6 separate regions of the Mus musculus genome follow, and regions 2, 3, 4, 5 and 6 are each linked to region 1. The links are chromatin contacts, called in public HiChIP or PLAC-seq and promoter capture Hi-C maps. All regions are on one chromosome and are shown on one strand. The core of a region is the stretch at or near the end of the contact, and the rest is flanking DNA. Distances in the headings are between cores, read along the strand shown. Region 1 holds the start of Pck2 (phosphoenolpyruvate carboxykinase 2 (mitochondrial)). Region 2 has its middle 33 kb from the start of Ngdn. Region 3 overlaps Zfhx2 (zinc finger homeobox 2). Region 4 has its middle 24 kb from the start of Gm23596. Region 5 holds the start of Khnyn (KH and NYN domain containing). Region 6 holds the start of Nynrin (NYN domain and retroviral integrase containing).

Region 1 (4,612 bases), core at 927-3,426:
CAACATTAGCTGGGTGGATGCTGGTGTCAAGTATGCTGTGGGGTCTTCACTGTTGTGAGGAAAGGTGGGGTGACTGGGAGGATGGACCCAAAGGGACATCATCTCTGCCCTTTCTGTTTGTGATGGGTATGGACCAGGAGAGGTACAACATCTCATTCAAGTTTGTCATCAATGCCCCCTGTTCCACAGTCTGCTTAGCAATCCCTGGCCCAAGGTCATCCATCAAGGGATTTATGACTACTGTCCTCTAGAAGACCTTGGATCACACACAGATGCGCGTGTGCGCACGCGCGCGCGCGCACACACACACACACACACACACACACACACACACACACACACCGAAAAGCTGTGCTGTGATGGCCATGGGCTACCCAAAACATCCCTTCATTCCTGGTACAGCCAAAGCTGTGGGCAAAGGTCATGCCTGAGCTGAACAGTAAGTTCACTAACATGACCTTCTCTGTCCCTACTTCCACTGTGCGTCCTGGATCTGACATGCTGCCCAGAGAAAACTGCCATCTGGGAGATGCCAAGAGGTGTGGTGACACATACCTTTAAAACTAGCACTTGGGAAGCAGATTCTGCATTCAATGCCAGTTTTGTCTACATAGTGAGTTCCAGGACAGCCAGACTACATAGGGAGACTGTGATTCAAAAGTAAATACAGACATGCAGATATAAGAAGGTGATGAGGCACCGGGTGTGGTGGCACATGCCTTTAATCCCAGCACTAGGGAGGCAGAGACAGGCGGATTTCTGAGTTTGAGGCCAGCCTGGTCTACAAAGTGAGTTCTAGGACAGCCAGGGCTACACAGAGAAACCCTGTCTCAGAAAAAGAAGGAGGAGGAGGAGGAGGAGGAGGAGGAGGAGGAGGAGGAGATGATGATGAGGCAGGCATTGAAGCATCCTGGGCTGATATAGGGACCAGTTGCCTCTTGAGACTTTAACAGCAACATCCATTCTACCTTTGATAGTGGTACTAGCATTGCTCTCAATAACCACTTTATCAAGCTCATATCCAGGTATGACAGATAATTTGGCTACAGCAACAGAGCAGTGGACCATTTAGGTCCACACAGTCCTCTAAGGTCCACATGGCCTCCAAAGAATAAGAAACTCTGGACCACCTACCCCAGCAAGAGTAGGAGAGGAAGAGAGCCCTTGGCTGTTTAGGGAGACCCTGCCATAACTCAGGCTCCACAGCACTGAGCATCTCTGCTCACAGTTTCCATCCTAACCCCCAAAAGAAGAAGGGGTTTTTAAAGAAGCCCTCAGACAGTCTTAATAAAGACCACTGGGGTGGTTAGGGGACATCTATTGATCTTTGTCTCACTGCTCTGCCTCTGCCTCAGGCAGGTTGGTGCTTTGCATTATCAAGCTGACACCCAACAGAACCCAACTTAGACTCTACAGACTCAGCAATCCAGCAAAAAAAGGAGCTCATGTCCAAAGGTTAGAAAAGGTCTCAGACAGGGATCCCATGCCCCCGTCTCTGAACATCCTGATTGCTGTGGCCAGGGTGTGGGCCACACAAACTGGCCCTAAGAGAAGCAAGGTCAGACCCACATGATCTGATGGTTCTCCAAAGAAAGTCACAGTGCTGCAACCAGAAAGAGGATTCTGAGCATCATGGATGCGTTGAGTTTGGGTTGGTACAGCATTTGAATACCCAATGGTCTCAAGTTGGAATGAAATGTTGAGAAATTACACAAGGACTCTCTTTGGGATTAGGTGGGGGAGGGCATTAGAGGACCAAGGATATGTCTGTAAGCCTGAAACACCCCACCAATTCCATGGTGCTAGAGGAAACTCCCTTGATAAGAAGCTGGGCACGGACAATAGTTTGGTTTTGTTATTATTTGAGGACTAAGGAGAGCTTAGTTAGCATCTGGGACCCTGGAAAAGAAAAGCCTGAGGCTAGGAGTGCTCTGGAAAAGCAAACCTAGACCTTGAGGGTTTAGGCATCTTGTTATCCTGGGCTCCCCAGCCCTGGTCTCATCCCTCACTCTTAACTTGTTTTGCATTCGACATCTCTTGGTTGCTTTCTCTAAGGAGCAACAGCCTTCAAAGTTACATCAGTATCTTACAGCGTGGCTGGCCGAGTGGGCGGATCCCAAATTGAACTCCGGCCTCCAATGGCTTGAGGATGTGATGACTGTGGGGCGGAGGCTTCACCCAGCCCGGGGCCTTGAGCCCGGGCTAGTGAGCCGGCCTACAGAAGGGCGAGAGAACCAGCTAGGTTCCGCCCCGGGGACTGCCCGCCTCCTTTTTAAGCGCCTCCCGCCCAACCTCAACTCCCTCTGGCTTTGCTATGCTCCTTCCTTCCCCGCCTTCCTTGTCTCCCCGACTGCGCTCGTTCCTGTGGCCATCCCGCAGCGCCAGTCCAGGTGCCATGGCTGCTATGTACCTCCCCGGCCTGCGGTGAGTGACCCATAGCCCGGGGCCCACTCCGCGCTCCACCTTCCGGGCTTCCTCCGCTTGTTTCCCATCCTAGGAAGAGACTGGCAGGGTGGCTATTAATCAGTGTGGGTCTCACGGTGGTGCATCCCCCCCCCCCTCCGCATTCCCATCCCCAGCCATGCCAGGTTTCCTAGCCAGCCTCTGTGCTCTTCTGTCCCTCCCTGCGGCTTGTGTGCTGTTCTAGCTGCCACTCGCAACCTCCTCCCCCTTCTCCTTTGCCTTCCTGAGCCCTATCTCTGCAAATGCTCTACTTAGCAGATGTAATTCTTTCAGACCAAGGGCTCCTAGTCCAGCTTTCAGTGTGTGAGTAACCATTAAGGCCTTGAGGCCATAGGGTTTGAGGCCCCGGGGACCCGAGCTCAAAGCTCCCTAAAGACGGTAGAAGGTAAACATCACTTGCAGCCTCCCTGAGAACAGAACGGAACCTGGCACGAAGCCCAGTGAAGCCTCTGGGGACTAGGGGGGGAGGGAGACAGGGAGGGAGAGAAGGAAGGAAGCAAGCAAGATGGGAGGAGGGCAGACTGCCTTTTTAACTTGGCCGGCTTCCCCCAGTAGGTCCTGGACCCCAGGCTTGTCCTGGCTGGCTCCCCCTGCCCCACCCCCCATACAACCGGGCCTCTTCTCCGTATACCCCTCTCTCCATGGTCTAGGATGTAAAAGAGTCTAAACTGACTCCTTATCTCTTCTTCGCAGTTTACTTGGTTAATCCATGTGAGAGTGGTCTATGAAGGATAGAGAGAAGGTCCCTCTCAGGGGCGTGCAGGAGAATTGGGGTGGGGCTGGGAGAAGCTGTGCTTCCCATAAGACAACTGGAGCCAATACCTGGGGATCAAAGCTTTCAGGATCATGCATTTAAAATTAATTTCTCAGGGAAACTGTCATGTGCAGAAAAACACACAAAGAGACCTACCTTGCTGTGCCCCCACCCCCTGGGGCCACACAAAGTATGCTGCCTTTTTTGTCTTCTGGAAAACACCCCACCCAGGCCCAAACTCCCACATCCAAGAGCTTTCTCTTCTCCCTTCCCAGGCAATGTAGCCTGTGTTCTCAGGTTCTGACCCTACCATCAACCCCTAAGGCTTCTAAGGAGAGCCAGGGAATGCACAGGCCCACACCATCGAGGCCTACTATGGGTTTCTGGCAGGTGAGGCCTGGCATGTGAGAAGGGTAACTACATCTCTTTACCTTCTTTTGTCCAGACCAATCACAGCAGACCCTACTATCTTCCAGGAGGGTAGCAGGACAAACAATACAGAGACTACCCTGCCCTTCTAGGAATCTAGGCATGGACCAATGGCATTATTCTTCTTGATCCAGTTTTCCCTATGTTAAAACATCCTTGGCTAGTCCACCCTTGTTGACCCAGGTGAACAGAGGCACTACCTGAAACCCCAGCATCCGTTGTCTTCATTCGAGAATCCTAACCTAAAGCCTGGCTGGCACTGGGAGAGGGCTTTACCATCTGGAGCTATGCCTTCTGTTGGAGGCATTTACACCGAAGGAGACAGATAATAGTAGCTGCCATTTGAACATCAAAACTGATTGAAAAGGCCATGGAAGAGCTTCTTTAAGATTGCTCATGAAGCTCTCATCTGGGCAATTTTCTTCACTCTTGGACCAGAGGCTTGACTGCCTCTCCTCCCCGATGGGAGACACAAACCTCATAAAAGCCACAGATACAGGTAGTCTGAACTCACTCCACATACCCACCACAACCCAGAACCTGGTCTTATGGTGCCTGCAACCAGACACACTTTGGTACTCCCCAGAGGTACGGCTTTCTGCCCCACTCACCAATGCTTGTCTCCCATGATAGCCACTGGATGGTTGACTCTCTGTTTTGACTCTGATAGGCTTAGCCGGCACGGGCTAAGGCCCTGGTGCTGGTCACCGTGCCGTAGCATCCAAACCCTGCATGTGCTCAGTGGAGATATGAGTCAGCTGCCGGCTGGAGTTCGAGACTTTGTGGCGCGCAGTGCGCATCTGTGCCAACCAGAGGGCATCCACATCTGTGATGGGACCGAGGCTGAGAACACTGCCATACTGGCCCTGCTGGAAGAACAGGGTCTTATCCGCAAACTCCCCAAGTATAAGAACTGGTAAGCCTTGAAACTAGCAACCCCCAAGATGAAGGTTACTGCTTAGACTG
Region 2 (4,612 bases), core at 990-3,489, 490 kb before region 1:
ACAATTCTCTGTGTAGCCCTGGCTGTCCTGGAACTCTATCTGTAGCCCAGACTGGCCTTGAACTCAGAGAGAGATCTGTCTCCGTCTCCAGAGTGCTGGGCTTAAAGCTGTGCTCTGCCTCCAGGCATCAGGTTTTTCTTAATGCTTATGTTAAAGCTCCTTGGTTCTGGACATTGTGTTCTTAGCCTGACCCAGAGTTGAAGGCTGAAGTCTGTGACAGAGTAAGCACCCGCAAGGAACACAAGTTGAGTAGGAGGCTAAGGTTCATCAGGAAATACTCTCTTCATTTTCCAGGGTCTCCTGGTGGGCATAGTTTTGAAGCTTTGGTGAAGACAGAGGAGGGTATAGGGCATTTTCTAACCATCCATCTTTCTAGAAAACTGAATCCTGAAGTGATCACTCCTCTATCTCTTTGCTTCCAACACCAAATAATGAACTAAACAGCTTGGTCCGTCCGAAGGTGACACATCACAGCCTGGGCTTTGTTCATTTAGTAAACGTTTATTGGGTACCTCCTGTAACAAGAACTATTGGTACTTGGGGTTACACCAGCAAACAAAGCAAAGAACTTCACCCTCGTAGCACACCTACCACCAGTGAAACTGAAGGCAGACAGTAGCAGAACTTATAGAATGAATCTCTCTCTCTCTCTCTCTCTCTCTCTCTCTCTCTCTCTCTCTCTCTCTCTTTCTCTCTCCCTCTCCACACACACACACACACACATACAGGGGGATTTATTACGATGACTTACAGGCTATTGACCAACAAATCCAACAACAGCAGGCTATAAACAGAAGATCCAAGAATCCACAAGTTGCTCGGTCCACAAGGCTAGATGCCACAGTTGGTCTTCTATAGATGCTAGAATCCCAAAGAAGTAGGCTGTAACACCAGTAAAGGAATGAACTTGCTAATAAGGCAAGAGCAAGTAGGCAAAGAGCAAGTGCTTTCTTCTTCAGGGTCCTTGTATATTGGCTTCCAGCAGAATACATGCCCCAGATTAAAGGTATGTCCTCCCACCTCCCATCTTCATGAACTAGAAGTATATTTACCAGATTAGAAGTGCAACCAGCAAACCCAGTAGCCCTCCTGTCATGCAGAAAAACAAGAAAAAAAAAAAAAAAAAAAAACCTCACAGGTGTGCCCTCCATTCTGGATTTTGTTGTTCATCCCAAATGTGGTCAAGTTGATAACCAAGAATACCCATCACAGCCAACAAAGACCGGGAAGGCCAGTGGCCGGCTGTGCAGTTATATAGGAAATATCAAAGTACAAAGGCCCTAACATGGGTGCACATCTGGGTGGGAGGGTGAAAGTAGGTAGTTCATGTTGGGAACCTCTAGAAGTAATGGGCACTGAGTACTTTCCATTCCTCTGTTTGGCCCCTGTGCCTCACTCTAGATGCTCATCCCTTGCCAGCCTCTCCTTCCTCGCCGATGCTGATAGGAAGCTTAGAGAATACTAGTTAGGCCGGGCATAGTGACACATGCCTTTAATCCCAGTACTTGGGAGGCAGAGGCAGGCAGATCTCTGAGTTCGAGGCCAGCCTGGTCTACAGAGTGAGTTCCAGGACAGCCAGGGCTACACAGAGAAACCCTGTCTCAAAAAAAAAAAACAAAAAAAAAACAAAAAAAAAAAAAAAAAAAAAAAACCAAAAAAACCTCACCAACCCCAAAACAAAACAAACAAACAAAAAAGAGAATACTTGTTAGGCAGAGTGCTGGTTCCAGAAGACAATATCCAGTTTATCAGTTTGAATTGTATAGCTGACTGCTACTATTGTAGGGAGCTGGCCAGGCTTCACAGGGTAATTTGATAATTCCATAGCCATCGTGTGTACCGTAGCTCTGTAATGCCTCTGCTACTGACAATGGCTCTGTGCTGAGGTGCCTGAGAGGTAGAATAGACTCTGGAAGGGAAGGTGAACTGGGTTGGAATCCACGATTCCAGTGAGCTAGAGTTTTGCCTTCTCATTCACAGGAAAAGGAATAATTTAGCAGATAGCTTTCTTTAAAACTCTGTCCTGAGGTTTGGGTTGTGGTTAGTGGTAGAGCCCTAGACTATCATGCCCCCATCTTGGTATGAGTGCTCTTCAAGGATGTTAATGAAACAGCTCTCCTAGCTGCTCTTAGCTTGCACTCATGTCTTTATCGGGGTGACCCAGGGACTATATATGAACTTTGGAGAGTGAGAAGGCATTTTCAGGTTGAATGAAACAGTTGGCTGGAGTTTAAAGTCCTGTGAATGCCTATTCATATGGAGAGATAGGTATTCTAGGAATCCCAGGTACTTGCTGGGCAGGCTTAGTGGGAAAGAGGAAGCTGAACTTGTAGGTTTGCCAAGGACTATGTGACATTCCTCTTCAGGTAGAAGATTATGGGTCAGGATCCCCAGATCAGGCAGAGAAATGGAAGCCCCACTAAGAAAAGAGAGTCCTCCATTTTACACGGTGCTCAGAGAAACTATCCAGACATGGTAGACTGTAAGTAGCTAGGTATAACACCCATTTTTTTTCGTGTGTGTGTGTGTGTGTGTGTGTGTGTGTGTAGAACAAACAACTGTATCCTGTGAGAATTTCTAGTTTCTAATTTCTTTTCTCTCACTTCTGAGAAAGGGACTTCACTTTGTCCCCCTTTATCCATGAATGGGCCAAGAAAAGATGAGCTGTACGGAATTGGGTCTTCATGAGAGTGATGTTCCGAAGCTGACAGAGGCCTGGCTTAGTGTCTCTTTGTGCCAGTGGGTCACATGTCCCAGCTGACATAAAACGTCTTCTGGCTGGAGGGATGGCTCTGTGGGTTAGAGCACTTCCTGCTTTTGCAGAGGTCCCAGGTTTGATTCCCAGCGTGGCAGCTTGTAATTGTCCGCAACTCCAGTCCCAGAGGATCCAATGCCATTCTGGTTTCTTTGGGAACTGGGACACACATGATACACATGCATGCAGGCAGGCAAACACACACACACACACACACACACACACACACACACACACACACACACACACTCTCGCACTCACACGGGGTGGGGGCGGGGTTGTTGAATCCTGAGGTCAGTGACACAGAGGTGAAATGGCCTCAGGGATTTAGCAAAGTGAATAGAGAAAGGGAAATTGGTATGAACACGTCTGGAGTCTCAGATACTGTGGGCTTGAGGTTGGGGTAGAGGATAGAGGTATAGTATGAGCCATTCCAGAAGAGAGGTCGCAGAGAGCTAGAACAAAGTTCTAGGTCAGGATGTCCAGGACATTTGGGGGCACTGTGTGAAGCACAAGCTGCTGTTACAGCCTAACACACTCAAGGCGTGTGGGGTAGTCTCCTGAAGCCCCCAGACGCTGTGGGGTCCAAAAGCAAGGGAAGTTAAGGGCAGGCCAGAAAAAAGAGGGGCTGTGGAGCCTCTCAGGAGCTGTGTGTAATTGACAAACTCTCTCCTGAGGCTGAGGTCACTGAGGTCAAGCAATACCCACCCAGATTCCCAGCTGACTCTGTTAAACCTGATGGTTGCTAAGGACTCTGTCCTCTGAAAGTGTTGGTCTGTCTGTGCTGGCTAATTCTTTTTTTGTTGTTGTTTTTTGTTTTTTGAGACAGGGTTTCTCTGTGTAGCCCTGGCTGTTCTGGAACTCACTCTATAGACCAGACTGGCCTCGAACTCAGAGATCTGCCTCCTAAGTGCTGGGATTAAAGGCATGTGCCATCACTGCCCGGTGCTGGCTAATTCTTATGTCGACTTGACACAAGCTAGAATCATCAGAGAGGAAGGAACCTCAATTGAGAAAATGACTACAAGATCCGGCTGAAGGGAGACCTGTAAGGCATTTTCTTAATTAGTAATTGATGAGGGAGGGTCCGCTCCACTGTGGGTGGTACCATCCCTAGGCTGCTGGTGGTCTTGGGTTCTGTAAGAAAACAGGCTGAGCAAGCCATGTGGAACAAGCCAGTGAATAGCACCCCTCCATGGCCTCTGCAGCAGCTCCTGCCTCTAGATTTCTGGATCAAGCCAGTGAATAGCACCCCTCCATGGCCTCTGCAGCAGCTCCTGCCTCTAGATTTCTGCCCCTGCTTGAGTTCCTGCCCTTATGTCCTTTGATGATGAACTATGATGTGGAAATGTAAGCCAAAGAAATCCTTTTCTCCCCAAGTGTCTTTGGCTAAGGTGCCTTGTCACAGCAGAAGTAGCCCTAAGTCACTGTAATTCTAGAGAGTGACAGGCTTCAATGGGATCTGGCTTGGTGCCTCTGCTTTACATCTGAACAACGGAGCCCTGTGCTGTTCCTTTATAGAGCCTTAGAATCCTCTTCACCAGGGGCTGGTGTGATGGCTCAGCAGGTTAAGAGCACTGACTGCTCTTTGCAACCACATGGTGGCTTACAACCATCTGTAATGAGACCTGACGTCCTCTACTGGTGTGTCTAAAGACAGCTACAGTGTATTTACATATAATAATAAAGAAAAATCTTTAAAAAAAAAAAAGGAAAAAAATCCTCTTTACCAAACTGGGAGTAGGGGGTAGGGGATGGGGGGGTGGTGATGGTGGTGATGGTGGTGGTAGTGGCACATGGTAGTGGCATGGCACTGCCCCCCACCCCGCACTAGGGAGGCAGAGGCTGGTAGGTCTC
Region 3 (4,612 bases), core at 1,209-3,708, 460 kb before region 1:
AGCTGTCAGGCCTTCTTCAAAATTATCAGTTCCCCATGAATCCATCTAACTCCTCTTTCTCTCTGAATCAACAACAATCTCTAATGATAAACTGTCTAACATTCAGGCCACACTGGTTCAGAGAAAGGGCGAGGGGGTGGCCTCTTACTCCTTGGGCCGTCCTTAACCCTCATCTCCAGAGTCCCAGATTTGATATGGGTCCTTGGTCCAGGAGCCTGGTTGCTTTCCCACTTCCCTCTTCCCTCCTGCCCCTGGGAATCCAGCTTGGCCTGAGTCAGAACCTTCAAGAACCTTGAGGGGCAGAACTAGCATGCTAATGAGATGCAAATAAGTACCTGGAAATCAAAGGAAAATGACGAATCTGGGTGGGGCTGGGGGTGGAGCCCTAGCATTGATGGAGAAAGGCATTCCTTCTGAGGATCCTTGGTGGGACAGAGGATGCTAAGTTTGTTGGTTTGTGAGGGTTCAGTCATTTCCACAGGCTGGGCCCCACTAGATAGGGAGAGCTGAGGGTTGACATGGTGGGCCCTTTAACTCACCTGCCGGGGCAGCAGACGAGCCCCGCTTACAAGCATTCAGCTCCCTCTTGGCTCTCCACTCACAGTGCTACATCACAGCTCAGAGGCAGCCTGAATAGGACCCGACCCTGGAGTAACTCCCAGATTCCCGCTCTCTCTAAAGCTTAATTCTCCTACTAGAAAAGGACTGCTGGGTTGCTAAGTAGAAACCAAAGGGGCTCAGCTTTTGGCCAGCTTGTGGGTGAGACCCGTAACACAGCCGGGTAGGTCAGCTGGTGGCTTATTTAAAATTGCAAATCTCTTCCCTACCTCCCAGCCTATCCCTCCTCTTCAGGAGAGAATTTCCATTGCAAATTTATCTCTCCCCTACCTATTTCCCTCGTCCCTTTCTCCGAAGTTTCTCCCACCGCGCACTAGCGATTAGACTTTTGTGGCCAGGGTGTTCCCCACTTTTAATCCTTCTGCCTCCCGCTTCTGACTTCCCCCTCTGAAGCTCTAAGCCCCCTTTTTGTTTTGCCCTTCTTGCCTTGAACTGTTGATGGCACGAAAGCCTCTAAAAAATCGGGGCTCATCTACCTGCTATCCCTAGCCAAGATTCTCAGTCACCCCTGTCCCACAGCCATTTCTTCCTGTGGTTCCCAGCATTTCTTAAGAGCAGCTCTCCCGTGGGCCTGGTCTCACAGGAGGGTAGAGGCAGAAGGCAGCCGCCACAGACCATGACATTACAGCTCAGAAGGAATTGGAGCGAAGGCGGCTGGTGTTCTGGAGGTGGGGGACAGTAGAGGAAAGGGCTGGGCCTCCGCAGAGCAGGCAGTGGCAGCCGTGTGATTAGAGCGGAGATTGATGTGAAGGGGCGCCACAGACCGCAGAGCGAGTCAATAAAACCGGAGGATCGCATTAGAGGCGACAGGGAGAGCTTTAAATTACAAGGCTGCTGCCACCACGGGGAATGGAAGGAGGGAGCCCTGGAGCCTAGGGAGGGCGGAGAGTTCTGAGGGTGCAGTCGCCCCGAAAGATGGATGGATCGACAGCTCTAAAGCGGCCCTCAGTCCTGGGAGCTCCCTCGTGGCCTTCCATTCTTCCCTCCCGTCCCAGCTCCTCACTAGGGTGAGGTGGAGAGGAAGGGATAAGGCAAGGCTGTGGAGAAACAGGCTTTTCGTTCTGGGAACTGTCTCCTTCCCCCTTCCGCCAGGTTTTCCTGTCTGCCTGTTACTCAAGAGAGGGAAGCCTGGGAGTGCTTTCAAGGCTCGACAGGAACTGCTGTCCCGCAAACAGAAGGCAGTCATAATTACTGACCTGAAGAGTAAGGCATATATGTACACACACACACACACACACACATATATCAGGAGGCAGAAACTGAAAGGCTTGAATTTGAGGTTCAGCATACAAGTGGAAGATCTTTAAGGTAGTCTTTGAGACCCTGTAGGATGGGAAACTGACAGACAACTAGAGAAGTCCTGGAGCCAGGGGGCAAGGGCAGAGCATGGAAATGGAGTTAGAGGCGCCACAGAATTTGAAGCCACGGTGGCCCAGGGTGTTTCCCTCCAAGCCCCACCTGGATCAGATTAGGAGAAGCACCACTGCCCCCTGCTGGTCACAGAGGGAACACCACCAAGCCCCAGCTCTGCAAACCGAATAAACAAAACCTGCCCCCCTCCATTTCCTCAGGCCCAGTGAAGGGCAAAAGATTTTGTGGCAACAGCTTGGGCACCAAGACTCTACCAGCCCTGAGCTTTACATCTTCAAGTGTAAGAGACCAAAGTCATGCTGGCCCGGGCCCTCACCAGCACTCAACCTTGCTTATCCAGACTACTTCCTCACGTGGAAACCTGGGAGTAATGGGGTGAGGGCCATAAGGGCAATCAATATACAGAGTGCATGGCCTGGGTGTCAGTGAGGGCCATGCTCTACCCCCTGCTTGGCCATCCCCTCCCTCGGGGCAGAGCACAGTGTTTGGAAGGAGGCTGGCATTCCTCCTGCTCCGCCTCTCAATGGGGCCAGGTTCACACCTAGTCCTCCCACCATTTACTGCTTTGCTTGGCGATTATCCCTCTTTGCCCCTCCTCTAAAGCCCAGGCTGGCAGTAGATTACCCATGATCCTCCTGCCTCAGCTGATAGGTCGAGATTCCCTAGGAGGTTGGCAGAACTCAAGCCTTACTTACTTGGCCTTGGTTTATTGTTCTGCTGCTGGCGATTGAACCGGGGGTCTTGCATATGCTGGACGAGGCTTTACCTCTGAGCTCCTCACTCAGCTCTTGGCTGCTGGGTCTGGAGACACTCATCACCTCAGAGCAAAAGGAGGATGTTTCCCCGGCTCACACGCAGGCTAGGGAAGCAGCTAATACTGAGCCCAAACTGGTATGGCCTCCCCCTGCAGCATTTACATTCCCTTTGGATCTGGAGTCACAGGCAGTTGTGAATCACTAGACATGGGTGCTGGGAACTGGGACCTCACAAGAGCAGTAAGTGATCTCAACGGGCCGGGCAATCCCAGCACTTGGGAGGCAGAGGCAGGTGGATGTCTGAGTTCGAGGCCAACCTGGTCTACAAAGTGAGTTCCAGGACAGCCAAGGCTACACAGAGAAACCCTGTCTCGAAAAACCAAAAAAAAAAAAAAAAAAAAGTGATCTCAATGGCTGAGCCATTTCCCCCGCCCCCCTTTTCCCCTTTGAGACTCGGTCTCATAATGTAGCCCTGGTAAGTCTAGAACTCTCTCTGAAGACCAGGTTTGTCTTTGAACTCAAAGTGATCCTCCTGCCTCTGCAGCCCTAGTACTGGAATTAAAGGTGTGTGCTACCATATCCAAACAGTCCTTTGATCTTATTTTTTTTTTTAAGAAAATATCGATCTTCTAAAAATAATTTTTATTTACTCTGTGTGTGTATGCAGCACACAGGCACTCATTGTGGGTCAACAGGCTTGGGCACAGGTCCTGTGCCTTTATGGACCGAACCATACTACTTTCTGGTCCCTCTAGTGCTTTGAGATGGGATCTGACGAAGCTGCTTAGGATGGCCTTGAACTCTGGAGCCCAAGCAAACCAAAACACCTGTGCTACACCCACTTTAGCCTTCCAAGTGTCGAAGATGACAGGCCGGTGCCATTAGGCCCAGATTCCCTTACATTTAAAATAATAATAATAGTAATAATAATAATTCTCTCTCTCTCTCTCTCTCTCTCACACACACACACACACACACACAATCTTACCTTGAGTTTAAAAGGAAAATTGCAATGCACTATCCCAGAGTCCATTTTGATTCTACCTCTCCTACTGACCTCTCTCCATCCTCATGAATATTTAGGAAGTGCTTACTTTGTGTAAGATTAATTTTGTGAGCACTGAGGAAAGTGAAATAAGCAAGCAGAAGAAATGCCACAGAGGACAAAGAGAGAGACAGTTAAGGCTGGGAAAGAAGGGGCCCAGGAGTGAGGAGGAGCCGGCAATGGATCGTGATTTGCATATGTAAATACTACAGTCTTGCAGGCTGGGTGGTTCGACGTCCCTAGAGAGAGGAAGACTACCAGGAGGCTATTTTATTCCTTGCAAGATGCTTAAGGTGGACTTGAGGGGACCCGGTAGGTTGTGAGGAGAAAAAGGGAAGACTCAGAGAAAGATGGAGGTGGGTGGTAAGGAGCTGGGTGAAGCCACACACACTAATATGCGTATGGGTTTCTAGGCATGTTCACTGCTAGCAGAGGTGGGTGTCCATCACTGAGTTCAAGGACAAACCTGGTCTTCAGAGTTTTAGACTTATCAGGGCTACATGATGAGACCAGAGCATCCTGCCCAGGCATTTTGTTTGATGACTAGACATTAGATGTCCGAGGGTGGTAGCATAAGACTGCTTTGGTTAAATAGGAGTGTTTAACCATTTTAAAAAACTACTTATTATATATATGTGTGTGAGGTTGCTCGAGGGAGCCAGAAAAGGGGACATCAGACTCCCCCCCGGGAGTGGGAGATCTAGGCAGTTGTAAGCTGCCCAATGCAGGTACCAGGAACTGAACTCTGGAAGAACAGCAACTGCTGGGCTTGAACCCCTGTGAGACTTAGAGCTTAGAGCAGCCTGTGTTCCACGAGCCTCAG
Region 4 (4,612 bases), core at 560-3,059, 360 kb before region 1:
AATGGGTACTTCTTACAGAACAGAATGCCATTTAATTACAGTTCCGGAGGCTGGGGAGTCCAAAAACAAGGTGACAGAAAAATTAAGGTTCAGTCTCTTCACTTCTAAGATAATATCTTGAAATTCTGCATCGTATGGAGGGAGAGAAAAGAATGGTAGACAAGGGAAGAGAAAGAGAGTCGAACACAGCGCGAGGCCTCTTTTGTAAAAGTTTTAATCTCATTTACCAATGGGGATGGCTTATGGTGACTTAAAGACCTATCTCTTTAAAAATATTTAATTTAAAAAAAATCTGTGGGCTGGACATCTCAGTGGTTAAGAACACTTGTTGCTCTTGCAGAGGAGCCAGGCTTAGTTCTCAGGATCCATGGTGGCTCACAGCTGTGTGCAGCTGCAGTTCTAAGAGATCTGGTGCCTTCCTCTAAACTCTGAAGGCCTACATAGATGTACATGCAGGCAAAATGCTCTGACACAAACCACATGTGTTTTTGGTGCCCATGGTGGTCTGAAGCGGGTATTGGATCCTCTAAAGCTGGAGTTACAGGCAGTTGTGACCTCTTATGTGGTACTTGTAAAAAAGTAATAAAGAACAGCAAGTGCTTTTAACTGCCGAGCCGTCTTGGAAACTCCAAGACCTAACTCTTTTTTTTTTATTTTTAAAGATTTATTTATTTATTTTTATTTTATACATTGGTGTTTTGATTGCATGTATATCTGTGTGAAGGTGTCAAATCCCCTGGAACTGGAGTTACAGTCAGTTGTGAGCTTCCATGTGGGTGCTTAGAATTGAACCCCAGGACCTCTGGAAGAGCAACCAATGCTCTCTAACCATCACACTTGCTGCTAGGTTTCAATGCCTGAATTTTGGGAGAGGCATACTCACCCACAGCTAGGCAGTGACTTTAGGAGATAGATGAAACTATTTGGGCTGTCTTTCCATCAGCTTAAATCAAGACCAAAGTCCTTTGAGTGGCAAACTTTCCCCCAGATTCTGCCTCTGCCTTTCTTGCCACTTTCCCCTTTCACCACCACTTGCCCTTGAAAGCTTTTCTCCTGCTGTTTACAGGACATGGGCATCATTGCTGCAGAGCCTTGCTCCTGCTGACCATGGGCTTGGGCATCACTGCTGCAGAGCCTTGCTCCTGCTGACCATGGGCTTGGGCATCACTGCTGCAGAGCCTTGCTCCTGCTGACCATGGGCATAGGCACCGTAGTCCTTCTCTTTGTTTTCCCTTAAAGCCTCTAACGGGAAACTTGTCATGCAGAAGGTCCTCAGCAAAAGTTTGTTAAACAAATGAGGTGTGACTGCATTCCTCCTGTACAGGATCACTCAGACATGTCTAGTTTCTCCTGCTTCTTGGGAACTTTTCTTTGGGCATGGGTTTTTCAGTAACATAAGAAAATTGTTCTTTTAAAAATTATCATTCAATTCTTGCCCCGGCCCACTCCAGAGCTTCAGGAGTTTGTCTTTCTTTGAGGAAAGAAAGGAAGAAATCAGTCTAGCCTAATTGGCATGCCCTGGGACAATAAGAGACTCTTGTCTGCAGAGGGGCAGAGGTGGACAGCACACGAGGAGTGGCACCCTATGTAGATCTGGGCTCTGAATATGCGTGTATGGTGGTCTGAATGAGAGTGACCTCTGTAGGCTCAAAGATTTAAATGTTTGGTTCCTGGTTGGTGGAACTATTTGGGAAGAATCAGGAGGTGTGGCTTTGCCACTTTCCCCTTTAACCACCATTTGCCCTTGAAAGCTTTTCTCCTGCTGCTTACAGGACATGGGCATCATTGTGTGGCTTTGTTGGAGGTTTGGTTTTGTTTGAGGAGGTGTGTCATTGGCACTGTCACATGGTAATTAGTGATTATTCTTATGCAGATCTAGGATGACAAAGGGCAATCGGTAAAAAAAAAAATGTAAAATGTAGAGTTTGAAGTGAAAAAGAACACCAGGAAATTCAATGTCGGAGCCAAGGCTCATGCTGAACTGGATAAAGATGCCTGATGTGGGCTTCCCTGTGTGTCACAAAGTAGCAGCCACCAAGCAAGTATATTCCTTGAATTAGCACACCTGGTGGGCCATGTGCACACCAAGCAAACAGGTACTACGGGGAGCACCAGACTAGGTTTTCTTCCCCATTTCTTAACTATTTCCATTCTTCAGTGAGGGTGAGAAAAGCTATGGGGGTAGCGCCAGCTCAGGAGCCTGGGTACCCAGAGATTTAGGAGCTTACGGAGCCAGAGAGAGAACGATGTGAAGGCTGTGGAGTGAGGCTGAACCCAGCCTCCTGCCCTATGATTCCACACTGCAGGGGAACTTCAAGTTGTTAACACTCACAAGTGTTACATTACTGTGAAGGAAGTAGCCACATCTATAACAGGATTTAATGTTCTACAGCTTTTCCTTTTAAAGCTGAGAAGGTAGCATGTGTGCTCGCTAGGCATATAATCCAGATATGCTCCAGAGTCCTGAGATTTTTTTCCATGAAGGTTAACTAGAAGCTAGTATACTTTTTATATTTTTGTAACAATTGGCTTTTTTCATTGGTGTTGGAGGTGAAAGGGTTAGTATTTATAGTCCTAATAAGTCCAATAATTTTTATGTGTCTTTTTTTCCTTTTTATTAGATATTTTCTTTATTTACATTTCAATTCTTATCCCCTTTCCTAGTTACCCCTCTGAAAATTCCCTATACCCTCCCCCTGCTCCTCAACCCACCCACTCCTGCTTCCTGACCCTGACGTTCCCCTATACTGAGGCATAGAACCTTCACAGGACCAAGGGCCTCTCCTCTCATTGATGACCGACTAGGCCATCCTCTGGTACATATACAGCTAGAGCCACATGTCCCACCATGTGTTTTCTTTGATTGGTGGTTTAGTCCCAAGGAGCTCTGGGTATACTGGTTAGTTCATATTGTTGTTCCTCCTATGGGACTGCAAACCCCTTCAGCTCCATGGGTACTTTCTCTAGCTCCTTCATTGGGGACCTTGTGCTCTGTCCAAGGATGATTGTGAGCATCCACTTCTGTATTTGCCAGGCACTGGCAGAGCCTCACAGGAGACAGCTATATCAGGCTCCTGTCAGCAGGCTCTTGTTGGCATCTGCAATTTGGGTTTGGTGGTTGTTTATGGGATGGATCCCCTGGTGGGCAGTCTCTGGATGGTCATTCCTTCAGTCTCTGCTCTGAACTTTGTCTCTGTAGCTCCTTCCATGGGTATTTTGTTCCCCCTTCTAAGAAGGATTAAAGTATTCACACTTGGTCTTCCTTCTGCTTGAGTTTCATGTGTTTTGCAAATTGTATCTTGGGTATTCTGAGCTTCTGGGCTAATATCCACTTATCATTGAGTGCATATCATGTGTTCTCTTTTGTGATTGGGTTACCTCACTCAGGATGATATCCTCGAGATTCATCCATTTGTCTAAGAATTTATGTGTCTTCAGATTATAAATAATCCTCCAAATTTTGCAATGTTTTTTTTAAGATGGCAAATATGCTTGATTTGCTTTTTAAATAAACATTTAGCTGTTCTAAGAGATTAAATAAATAAAATTTAAAAAAAGATGCCTGAAGTGAAACCACGGAGAGAGAGGTGCCCGCAGTGTAAGACCCCACCCAGATAAGCTTCCAACCTGTAAAAGGGAAATGCCTGAGGAATTTTCTGTTCCAAAAATCAATAAAGAAAAGCTTCTAGAAATGTAATTCAAGGAGTGGGCCAGGTTCTCTCCCCAAGTGGGCTAAACTGGGCAGTGTTGTCCACGAGGTTCGGGCTTTCGAGTCACTAAGGACTGTAAAAGTAAAAAGTGAAAGGGTTGTAGAACCTTTCTCCACGGTTAAGGAGAGCCAATGAGGTCTGGTGTGAGGCAAGGGAGTTCCTGCATAAGAGGCTCTAAGATGCATGAAACTATGAAAGTGAAGCCTTGATCATTCTGGAAACCCCAAGATATGGGAGATACCAGAGATACCTGCCAGGGAGAGCTGCGCAGTGGGAGTGGGGCAGCCACGAAAGAAACGTATGTCACAGTCAGCAAAGATGAAGCCATCTAAGCCCTTTAACACCAGACAGAGCTACATGAATTCACACAAGGTAGAAGCCTGGAGGCAGGAGCTGATGCAGAGGCCATGGAGGGTGTTGCTTATTGACTTGCTCTGCCAGCTTTCTTATAGAGCCCAGGACCACCATCCTAGGGGTAACCCCACCTACAATGAGCTGGGCCTCCACCCTCAATCACTAATTAAGAAAATCCCCTACAGAGTTGCCCACAGCTCAAATTTATTGAGGGGTTTTCTCAATTGAGGTTCCCTCCTCTCTGATGACTCTTGTTTTCATCAAGTTGACATTAAACTAGCCAGCACAGAATGATAATGTATATTTTGTGCCTTAGTATGTTGAAAGCATGTAATTTGCTTTCTGCTTTTGATTATACAGGGAGTTACAATGAAGAGATTCCTTTGAGTCTCTGAAAAGACTTTGGACTTTAAAATAGTGTTGAGACTATGAAAGACGACGAGGTCTTTTGAAATTGGACCAAATATATTTTGCATTATGATATGACCACAAGTCTGTGGGGTCCACAAGGGAACAGAATGTGGTGATTTGAAGAGAATGGTCCCCTT
Region 5 (4,612 bases), core at 928-3,427, 340 kb after region 1:
AGGAGACTGGGAGGGCGACCTGAGTGAGGCGTTTTGTCTAGAGGTTCCGTAGCTCTGCTCTGCTCCTAGCCTTGGGTGTTTAACTATGATCTCATGCAAGGAGGTGGGCCGTAGGCAGCCTGGAGGGGGCCTTTCTCTTGCTCCAAAGATACTTTGTTTCTGGGGCAGGGAAGGGCAGAAAGATGCTAGACATCTCCGTTTAAAGGCTTGGGTCCTCAGAGTGGGAAGATGAGGAAGCCTGAGAAGCTCGAATACTTCCAGCCACCCAGAAGATTCCCCCGACGCAGGCGCAGGGACACACGGTCCCCCGGGTCCAGGGGAAGCAGCACAGAGCTTGTGGCTGCCTCTCGGGTCACATCAGGGTCATTTGCAAAGGCTGAGATGACCGGCCATGTGTTCAGCATCAGACTCACCTGGGGAGGGGAGCCCAGTTAGCATCTATGTCCTAGTCCTTAGCTCAGGACACCCCGCCCCCCATCCTCCCAAGAGTTTTCTTTTGGGAACTTGAGGGTCAGTGGGCTCTCCAGTGAGCACTGAGGGGTGGCCAGTGTTGGGTTCTGTACATCTGCCATACCCTGCTAGCCTTTCCTCCCTTGCTCCTGGTCCCTGGGATACAGGTCCAACAGAAGGGCTATCCAGGGATGTGCTGCGGTCCACTATGACCCTCCCTTCCCCCCGGAGGTGGACTGGCACTTAGGTCACCTGGACAGTTTGGCGGTTGTACACCTTGACCACGTGGAATCGGAAGCTGTAGACTCCACGGACAGGGGCCACGAAGCAGCCCGAGGTCCGATCAAAGCCCTCGCCCTCATTGACCAGTACCTGTGGGGAAGCAGATTGTGTTGAGAGGGATTCTGGGTGCCGGGAGCTCAGGAGCATCACTGGGTTGGCATTTGTGCAGTGGGTGAGGAGAGAAGGGGTGGCAAACGGGTGTGACAGGAATGTGTAGAGTCAAAAACTATGAGGAAGGGCTACGGTGCTGTGTGTATGAATGAAAGAAGGCCAACCAACGGTCAGTGGCCATCTTAGAGGAAGGTGGTGCAAGAGATGCAGGTAATGGTTTCCTTGGAGTCCGAGGGATGCAAAGGGGCTTGGACAGTAGAGTCCAGGTCCTTGCATGTCTTCCGGACAGAGGCAGAGGGATTACCTGGTCGAAGTAGATGGCACCACTGGTACCGTTGCCGGTTTCTCCTGCTGGTTCATGGTGATGGCTTCGGACTGCAGCAAACGCCACTCGTCCTGGGGGTGCCTCTCCCAGGGCTGCACCCCCAGGTCCTCCTGCAGTAGGTCGGCCTGGCTCACAGACCACCAGGCACTCCCCCTCCAGTAGGACAGGCTCTGACCCTTCTTGAGCCCACCCAGCCTCCAGGGTCAGAAGCACCAGGGCCAAGGACAGCTTGGGTTTGTGCCATTCCGTCCCCATCCTTGCTAGGTGCCTCTGTAACTCACAGATTTTCCTGTCTTCTGTCCCCTTGGCTCTCCCCCCTCTGCTTCAAGGCTTCAGTACTCCTGCCCTGCTCTGCTGTCCTCTGTGAGTCTGGCACCTAGCCCGGGCACTCCCCTCCCTGTATCTTTTTGTGTCCCACAGCTCTGCCTGGCCTTACTACTGCTGTCTCTGCGGATCCCTCCTCCTTGGCAGAGCATGGAGTGACAGCAGTTGGGCCCTGGGAGGGAGAAGAGGAATGGAGAGAGGATATGAGGGCTCTAGCCACACAAGGGTGTGTACACACACACACACACACACACACACACACACGAAACAAAATTTCTTCAATTCCTTTCTCATCTTCTCCTTTTCAGTCTTTCTCCATGGGGTTTTCCTTATTGTGGCAAGGTGTGTGTCCTCATCTCCCCCCCCTTCCCCCCCTACTCCCCCAACTCTATCTACTTGGTGAAAGTGCTTGTGTCAAGGGCAGGATTCTCTTGTGACTCTGGACCAGTCACTTCTCTTGGAACCATCAACTGCAGAACTCCCAAGGACCCCAGGAACTGGAGGCGAACGTGAGAGTTGGCAGGAGGCGTTGGGGGTGGGGTGAGTGTCTGTGACCCGGTAGGCCCCGCAGGGGATGTGGAGGGCGGGTCGCTCGGCAGCAGGACAGCAGGCCGAGCCGGGGAGGAGGAGCGCAGCCCTGCCCCGAGCCCTGGCCAGTGCGGCCCTAGCGGGGGAGGAGCCGAGCTGGCTCCGCCCCGGGCCGGAAAGTGACTCCAAAGCCACAACGCGTTGTTGACGAGAGAAGTCTAGGTTGGGTGAAGGATCCGAGAAGGCCCTCCCAGATTCGGGCTCCCAGCCCCAGGCCCCTGGGGCGCGGGAGAAACGCGGGCCCCTCCTCCCCCGCCGCGGGCACCTAGAGGAGCGGGCGGAACTCGCGGCTTTGGCGGTAGGCGTCCCCCTTCCGGGCGATCGGGAGCTGAAGGCCGTGGCGGGAGGGTGGTCGGGCTGGGGGCGGCCGCCGCAGGCTGTGGGAGGGCGGGCTATGCCCCTGGGCCCCGGGTGGGATGCTTGACAGTGGACAAACGAGGAGGGGGGGCGGGGGCGGGGAGGTGGGAGTGGTTAGTGAAGGAATAAGGCGGATAGGGGAAACCCCCACCCCAGGACTACACTGTTAGAGCCTCTGGCGCGTATTCATTTCCCAAGAGGCCCTCCTCTACTCAAAAAATCCGAGACCTCTCAGCTCTGGGACTCTTTCCTCAAACCACCCACTTCTTGTGACCCTCAAAATGAGCTGGAGGCCCTCTCAACTCGTCCCTTCTCAGGGCGGTGGTCATCAGTTTTCTCTGGCCAGTCGCCCACCCCAGCTAGCCCTGTTTAAGAAGGGCTTACTCTCAGGGAGAGGCCTGTGTATAGATGATTTTCTATATTCTCCACCCGCGAGGTGGACTTGCTATCTCCTGGGGTTGTTTACCAGTTCTGTCACTAGGTGCGACCTGTTGATTGTTGGATGTATGCCATGTGATTAGGATTTGGGTTGAAGGGAGACAGAGACTTTGAGATTGCCTCTGCCCTTCCAGGACTCCAGGTAGAAGCCATGTCTACTTGGGGGTTTGCCTCCCCGACTCCCGACCGCTTTGCGGTGTCTGCGGAGGCCGAGGACAAGGTTCGGGAGCAGCAGACTCGCTTGGAGCGTATCTTCAACGTGGGAATGAGCGTCCTCTCCAAAGACTGCCCAGAGAATCCTCATATCTGGTTGCAGCTTGAGGGCCCCAAGGAGAACGTCTGCAGAGCCAAGGTGAAGTCCTCTTCCTTTTAGGGCTGCTACAAAGCCTTTTAGGACGCTGCCCCTCCCGAGGCCGAGTCGGAGGAGGGACTGGGAAATGCCTCTTGGCAATCTTATTGGCTGCCTCTCTCTTGAGCTTTGAGGAACTCAGCAAACCTTTTTATTTAGAATTTTGGTTTCACTTCTGCTGTGCTGCCTAGGTTCTTCAGGCTTTAGAACCAAATCACTTCATGCTCTTGGAGATAGTAAGGTAATCCCCTCTGTACAGGTGGGCCTTGCCAGGGAATTCCCTGGGGTTGAGAGGGGGCCGGCCACTTTTTCCCCCCTTTGCACCCAAGGCCAATAGGCTCCATCACTTGACAGCCCTCTGGTCTGTTCTTACATTTCCATAGGTCTACAGTGTGAATAGAAACAGTATCTACTTAGATGATGTAATAGCTTGAAGCTCAGGGAGAGCAGTGAATCTGAAAGGGATGGCTTCTAGAAGTTTCCTCTCTGACCTCCCTATCTAGGAATACCTGAAGGGGCTCTGCAGCCCAGAACTACAGAGTGAGATCCACTACCCACCCAGACTGCACTGCATCTTTCTGGGAGCCCACGGTTTCTTCCTTGACTGCCTGGCCTGGAGCACATCTGCCCACCTGGTGCCTCTGCTTCCTGGCTCTCTGATGATCAGTGGCCTAACCGAGGCGTTTGTGATGGCCCAGAGCCGGGTGGAGGAGTTAGTGCAACGGCTGAGCTGGGACCTTCAGCTACAGTCTTGTCCCGGAGCCCCTGACAATGGCGGAGTGCTGAGAGACTTCTCTGCCCTGCTGCAGACTAGGGAGGATGCCTACACAGAGGCCCTGCTGCGGCTGCCCCTGGCCGTGCAGGAGGAGCTCCTAAGCCTGGTGCAGGAGGCATCTAGAGGGCAGGGTCCATCTCGTGAGGTGGGGAGCTCAGGCCTGTTGAGTCCTCAGTTCCAGGGAGTCAGGGCTCCCTTGAATGAAGGCAGGGAATTCGTAGGCACCAGAGTGGCAGGGTCGGGAAAGTCGCCAGCAGTAAGAGGACAAAGTCATACTGTGGAGAAGGAGGAAAGGAAACAGGATGCTGTCAGGGACATGGGTTCAGGGCGGAAGGAGCTGTCTGGGGAAGAGGTCTGGGAGCCTGGAGTGGCTTACAGGTCACAGCTAGCAGGTGGAGGAGCAGAGGAGGTGGCACCCTTGAAGGGAAAGGCCTCGGGGAAACAGGAGGTTCCTCAGCAAAGAGGAGGGTTCAGTGTGCAGGGTGAACCTTCAGGTGCGCATGTGCCCTGTCAGAGGGCAGCTCCAATCCGGGGAGCCTCTCTCCTCCAGCGGCTCCACAATGGGAGCGCCTCACCTCCGAGAGTGCCTAGCCCTCCGCCCGCGCCGGAACCC
Region 6 (4,612 bases), core at 1,376-3,875, 310 kb after region 1:
TACCTTTAATCCCAGTATTCACTTGAGAGACAGAGGCAGAGAATCTCTGAATTTGAGGTCAGCCTAGTTTACAGAGCGAGTTCCAGGACAGCCAGGGTTACACAGAGAAACCCTGTCTCAAAACCTCCACTCCCGTTCTCCCCCTCAAAGTCGACGAATGTAGTTGAGCTGGAACTGGGAGGATACACGGATCAAAGTTTGTTAAGAGAAGATGGGTATGTTGGTGCATGCAAGTAATCACAGTCTCCGGGAGACAGAGACAAGAGGATTGCTTCTACTTCAAGGCCAGTTCGAATGATGTAGTGAATTCTAGGGCAGTCTGAGTCATATAGGACCCATTCCAACAAGCAAATAGATACCCAAGTCAAAGCTGTACCCAAGAGCCTGGCTTCTAGCAGATAAATACCTGTTGAAATTGTTGAATAAACTTGACTCAGTGAATACATTAGCAGAGGGGACACCTGAGCTCTGACCAAGGGATTTACTGACTTGTTTGAGGGTTCGTAGGCTCATTCCTGACAAAGGGTGATAGCCAGCTTTTTGGCCAAATCCACTTTCTCCACGTGGTTGGGTTAGCAGGTGGTAAGGGCTGAGTCCAGGAGGAGAGAATTTCTAGGGTAGAGAATCTCTAGGACACATTGGCTTGAGCTGAGATGGGGAGGAAGACAAGATCTGGGAAAGGAGACTGACTACCAGTTAGCAAGTGTCGCAGTACACTGTACACAGCTACGCTGGTATGTAATTCATTGCCTGAATTATGTAAGTTTACCTGTGAGAGCTGATGTCCATCCTGGGCCTTGGACTATTACCCCCATGTCTGTGAGCTAAAGCAACCAAGCACAAAAGTTTAAATAAGTTGCTTTAAAAGGATCTGTTTATGAAGTGTCTTATGCATGGCTTCTTTCTGCCCTCTGCATGGCCTCTTTGAACATAGGATTAAACCTGGGGCTTCTCCCTGACATCTTTAGCCCTGGCAGAAAGAATTTAGCATCACTAACAGAAGGGGTGGGGAGAGGCTGTGTGGCTCCCTTGCTCCTGGAAGGGAAACTGAGGCACACCCTTCCATCCTCTTCTGAGTCAGGGCCTCTGGGCTCAGCCTTCTGCAAACCCGGAGTTTCTGATGTGCCCTGCCAAGCCTGCCTTTTGATAGTACAATTAAAGGCAGGGAAAGTGGAGAGAAGTGGGGTCACTCAGACAGCCTCTGACTTCAAAGCCTTCTGGAGGGGCAGGGTTGAAGAACTCGTTACCCAGAACCCCACAGACCCACCTTTTATTTCTCTGAATTCCATTCCAGGGATGAGACCTTGTAAAGGTGGGGCTTGACCATCCAGTCTAGTCTGGCAGTAACCTGAATCTTTTCCCCCTGGGCCCCTTCTGCACAGCGTGCACCTCCCCACTGGCCTGCATACATACACACATCGGTGGCTCTGTAACACCGATGTCCTAGGAAAGGACTCAGTTTAAAAAAAAAAATAGCTGTCCTTTGTTCCCGTGGGTCAGGTCATACTTGTGTCTGTCAGACTGTGACTCTTGGTTTGTTTGGAAAGTAAGGTTCTCTCGAGGCCCCAGCTGCAGACTGTGCCTTCCCAGTGCCAGGCTACTTCAGGCTACAAGACCACATAAAGTGTTCTTTGTACTGAGCATGTCTCCAAGGCAGCTCGGGTTTTGAGAGTGTCCCCAGCCCAGGGCTAGTCTTGGACCACTGATGCCAACCATATGGCTGTGGATAAGGATGATTGGAGACCCTACCTCCCACTGGCTCCTCACACTCTAACTCACACTTGCTAAAAAAAGGGGTTCTCCTAAACAACCCGAGCCTGAAAACTCTGGCAGCTAACCCCCTGCCCCTCCAGCCCTGGGGGGCTTCCGCAGGGCCTGGGCCTAGAGCCAGTTCCAGGCGGTCCCCAGACTAGAGTGGGGGTGGGGGTCAGAGCTGTAACCCTTTACGTCCTGCTTGGTCTCCAGCCCATAGTTTCTACAGGCCCTAGCCTCTGTGGTCTCTCCACCCCATTTTCCCTTAACCCTTTCCTGCCACAAAGAGATGGGTGTAGTAAAGGGTTTTCAAGGGAAGTCCAGACGACCAAGGATCATGTGTGTGTGTGTGTGTGATGTGTTTGTGTGTGTGCGTGTGGTGTGTATGTGGTGTGTGTGCGCGTGTGGTGTGTATGTGGTGTGTGTGTGTGTAGAACACTGCTTGGAATCTAAAACCAGGGTCTCAGAGATCAACTCTTCAATCCTTCCTTTTCCTTCCTTCGAGGAAGGAACTTTGACCCCTGAACACAAAACTTGGGTGGAAGGCAGTTGCTTCCAAGACCCTGTTTGGCCCTCTCCCTCCCGCCCAGCCTCCTCTCCTTCCCTCCCTCAGTCTCCAGCGCCCCTTTAAGCCATCCAGCAGCTCAGGCGAGTTTATCCAGGGGGCCTGGCTTCGAGGTCGAAGGGGAGGAGGGGGTGGTGGTTGAGGGGGAGGAAGGGCGGCGGGAATCCGCTCGGTCCCACCCCTAGCTACAACCCTTAGCAGGAAGGGTTTGTCTCCCGTGCTGCGGCGGAAAGGGACGGAGCTGGGAGGGCGGGCGCGGAGCGCTGGCGGGTGGGTCGCAGAACCCACAGCAGGGAGGCGGTGGCGGGGGGCGCGCCTCAAGGAGGGGAGGCGTGGCTTAGGCTGCAGGGCTAGGTGGCTGGGGGCCTCGGTGCTGGGACCCGTGACACTTCTCACGCTTTCCAGGGGCCGGAGGGACAGCCATGCTTTTGTCGGGGGGTAAACCCCCAGCGCAGGAATGGTTCATGGTGCAGACAAAATCGAAGCCCCGGGTACACCGGCAGCGGCTGCAAGTCCAGCGCATCTTCAGGGTCAAGGTGACCGCTTTCCAGAGCCGTCCTGACACCCCTTACTTTTGGCTGCAGCTGGAGGGGCCCCGGGAAAATACGGGCAAAGCCAAGGTAAACAGCTTCGTTTTGTTCTTTCCTTTCCCTCCTAGTCAGATCCTCTCCCTCTCTCCTGAACAGTCAAGAGTCCCCAGAGGTGTTGAGCTTGTCCTGCTGTTTGGCTTGCAGGGTCTGGGCCTCCCTCCCTCCAGATCTGCGGGGCCCCTGCTCTGTCCCTCTGCTTCCTTCTTTCCCTTCTGCCCCACCCCTCTCTTACATGTCACTTCTGTCCTTTAAGTGTGCTGAGAGAACCTCTGCTGAGAGTCTCTTTCTACCAGCCTTCTCTGGTCAGAAACAGGCCCAGATTTTCCATCTTGGGATCAGTTTAAGGGCCTGCATTTTTGTGGCCTCTGCAACATATGTCTTTGTTCTCACCAAGACACTGGAAGGCCTCCGTTCTTTCTGTCTGCTTAAATCCTGGGCGGTTTCTCTGAGTACTGGGACCAGAGGAGGGCCCTAGAGACACTTGTAGAGTGGCGTTGGCAGTTTATAGACGAAGCAGTAGGACTCAGAGAGAGAGAGAGAGAGAGAGAGAGAGAGAGAGGGTGAGGGTCTGCCTCAGTCATCAGAGTCAGGAAGGAGTAGGTTGGTGGAGGTTGTAGAACCTAGGACCCTGCCGGCAGAGTAGGATGCATCTGTTCTGGAAGGCAGTGCCTTGGGATGCCAGGGAATCATGGACGTTGAGATGAAAGGGCCTGCTGTATGGAGCTGGATATTGGAGAGGCCAGGTTGCAGCTTGTCCCTTTTACGCTCATCTTGGCTTCTCTGCCTGGGCTCCTCCCTCTGGTTCAGTCACACCCAAGGGCCCCCTACTCCCTCAGATTCCCTTATCTTCTCCAGTAGGAATGCTCTGGACTCCCTTCTCTCGGATACAAGCTAGTCTTTAACCCTTTGGCTGAAGCTCTACCCACATCTCAGTTGGTCAGGGCCTAGGTAGGGGAGGCCCGGAACACAGCCAGCAGAAGGAAGGGGAGGCTGGGAAATTTCTCCCTAAACACGCCCATTAAGCTGCTGCATCAGCACTTTTCCAGTTCTGACAGAGGTGCTGGGGGAGGGGAGAGGTGTCTGCCCAGAGAACAGATGTGCAGGGCCCCTTAGTTTCAGAGGCTGGTGTAGGATAAGCTAAGAAGAGGCTTTTGGGTTCTTTATGTTCTTAATTTTTTTCCGTTACTGTTAAAGTACCACAGCTCAGCCTTCATGGAGAACTAATCAGCTGACCAGGGCCTCCCTAAAGATGGAGACTGAACCCAGGGCCTGTGCATACCACAGAGGCCCTCTGCCACTGAGCCACTTACTCCCCCTGGGCCCCTGAAGAGCACTGCTTGAGATGCTCCACTTTGTGTTTCTTGTTTAAACTTCAAGTCAGCTTCAAGCTTGTCAGCATCACAGCCTCTTTGGGCTATAGTTTTTTACCCCTGAGTTTCTCACTCCAAGCCCTGCTAAGTGGATCCAGGGGCTCTGTCAGTTTCCTCTTGTGTCCCTCTTTGCCCCAGAGAGAGGCATTGTTGAAGGTGGGAACAGCTTGCAGGGATTCTGGGTAACTTCCTTTCTTGGTGGGGACAGAAGGAAGAAAAGGAGGGGGAGGGGGTGAGGGCAAGGGACAGTGGAATGTGGGGAGGATAAGGTCTGGATTTGACACGTTTCCATATCATAGCCCAAATAGAGAAGCATAGTTTGAAGAGGCCCTGGT

What was found. Promoter capture Hi-C pulls out the DNA fragments that hold promoters and counts their contacts. HiChIP or PLAC-seq counts read pairs in DNA pulled down with a chosen protein or histone mark.
Region 2: an H3K27ac HiChIP or PLAC-seq map of embryonic stem cells shows a contact between it and region 1, with 2.9 times the contacts expected there. The contact joins the enhancer-like site here to the promoter of Pck2 in region 1. A contact is called at or near these places in 6 of 39 promoter capture datasets (the 3T3-L1 cell line, the HPC-7 cell line, cranial neural crest and 2 more), 1 of 484 Hi-C or Micro-C datasets (cerebellum), 5 of 115 datasets of contacts at active chromatin or transcription factors (embryonic stem cells and forebrain) and 1 of 9 other capture datasets (embryonic stem cells).
Region 3: a contact with region 1 is called in an H3K27ac HiChIP or PLAC-seq map of embryonic stem cells, with 2.7 times the contacts expected there. The contact joins the enhancer-like site here to the promoter of Pck2 in region 1. A contact is called at or near these places in 7 of 39 promoter capture datasets (cranial neural crest, embryonic stem cells, liver and 3 more), 1 of 484 Hi-C or Micro-C datasets (rod photoreceptor), 8 of 115 datasets of contacts at active chromatin or transcription factors (embryonic hindbrain, embryonic stem cells, forebrain and 2 more) and 2 of 9 other capture datasets (adipose tissue and embryonic stem cells).
Region 4: a contact with region 1 is called in an H3K27ac HiChIP or PLAC-seq map of embryonic stem cells, with 3 times the contacts expected there. The contact joins the enhancer-like site here to the promoter of Pck2 in region 1. A contact is called at or near these places in 9 of 39 promoter capture datasets (cranial neural crest, embryonic stem cells, frontonasal cranial neural crest and 4 more), 1 of 484 Hi-C or Micro-C datasets (the N1E-115 cell line), 7 of 115 datasets of contacts at active chromatin or transcription factors (acute myeloid leukemia, embryonic forebrain, embryonic hindbrain and 2 more) and 2 of 9 other capture datasets (embryonic stem cells and liver).
Region 5: a contact with region 1 is called in a promoter capture Hi-C map of erythroid cells, with 4 times the contacts expected there. The contact joins the promoter of Khnyn here to the promoter of Pck2 in region 1. A contact is called at or near these places in 7 of 39 promoter capture datasets (the C10 cell line, cranial neural crest, embryonic stem cells and 4 more), 1 of 115 datasets of contacts at active chromatin or transcription factors (memory CD8 T cells) and 2 of 9 other capture datasets (adipose tissue and liver).
Region 6: a promoter capture Hi-C map of second pharyngeal arch cranial neural crest shows a contact between it and region 1. The contact joins the promoter of Nynrin here to the promoter of Pck2 in region 1. A contact is called at or near these places in 5 of 39 promoter capture datasets (the C10 cell line, cranial neural crest, embryonic stem cells and 2 more), 1 of 115 datasets of contacts at active chromatin or transcription factors (embryonic stem cells) and 2 of 9 other capture datasets (adipose tissue and liver).

The regions. Positions count from the first base shown.
Region 1 is chr14:55,538,090-55,542,701 of GRCm38.p6, forward strand. It overlaps Pck2 (phosphoenolpyruvate carboxykinase 2 (mitochondrial)), which reads left to right and starts at 2,177. Exons shown (of 10, transcript NM_028994.3): 1 at 2,177-2,424; 2 at 4,317-4,562. The coding sequence starts at 2,396.
Region 2 is chr14:55,046,087-55,050,698 of GRCm38.p6, forward strand. No RefSeq gene overlaps it. Among named protein-coding and RNA genes, the nearest start is that of Ngdn, 33 kb to the left of the region's middle. Within about 2 kb of position 2,240, at least 10 of the 459 cell types and tissues checked have an H3K27ac peak or open chromatin away from gene starts, as enhancers often do. A contact at or near this core is called in embryonic stem cells, where this site is marked.
Region 3 is chr14:55,077,328-55,081,939 of GRCm38.p6, forward strand. All of the region lies in intron 1 of Zfhx2 (zinc finger homeobox 2), which reads right to left. Among named protein-coding and RNA genes, the nearest start is that of Zfhx2, 12 kb to the right of the region's middle. Within about 2 kb of position 2,459, at least 98 of the 459 cell types and tissues checked have an H3K27ac peak or open chromatin away from gene starts, as enhancers often do. A contact at or near this core is called in adipose tissue, embryonic stem cells, forebrain and 3 more, where this site is marked.
Region 4 is chr14:55,183,047-55,187,658 of GRCm38.p6, forward strand. No RefSeq gene overlaps it. Among named protein-coding and RNA genes, the nearest start is that of Gm23596, 24 kb to the left of the region's middle. Within about 2 kb of position 1,810, at least 4 of the 459 cell types and tissues checked have an H3K27ac peak or open chromatin away from gene starts, as enhancers often do. A contact at or near this core is called in the N1E-115 cell line and embryonic stem cells, where this site is marked.
Region 5 is chr14:55,882,765-55,887,376 of GRCm38.p6, forward strand. It overlaps Khnyn (KH and NYN domain containing), which reads left to right and starts at 2,178. Exons shown (of 8, transcript NM_027143.3): 1 at 2,178-2,378; 2 at 3,010-3,227; 3 at 3,728-4,612. The coding sequence starts at 3,027. Cbln3 (cerebellin 3 precursor protein) reads right to left here and starts at 1,492. Exons shown (of 3, transcript NM_019820.3): 1 at 1,148-1,492; 2 at 703-822; 3 at 1-413. The coding sequence starts at 1,423. The coding sequence ends at 216.
Region 6 is chr14:55,851,490-55,856,101 of GRCm38.p6, forward strand. Nynrin (NYN domain and retroviral integrase containing) reads left to right here and starts at 2,626. Exons shown (of 8, transcript NM_001040072.1): 1 at 2,626-2,937. The coding sequence starts at 2,740.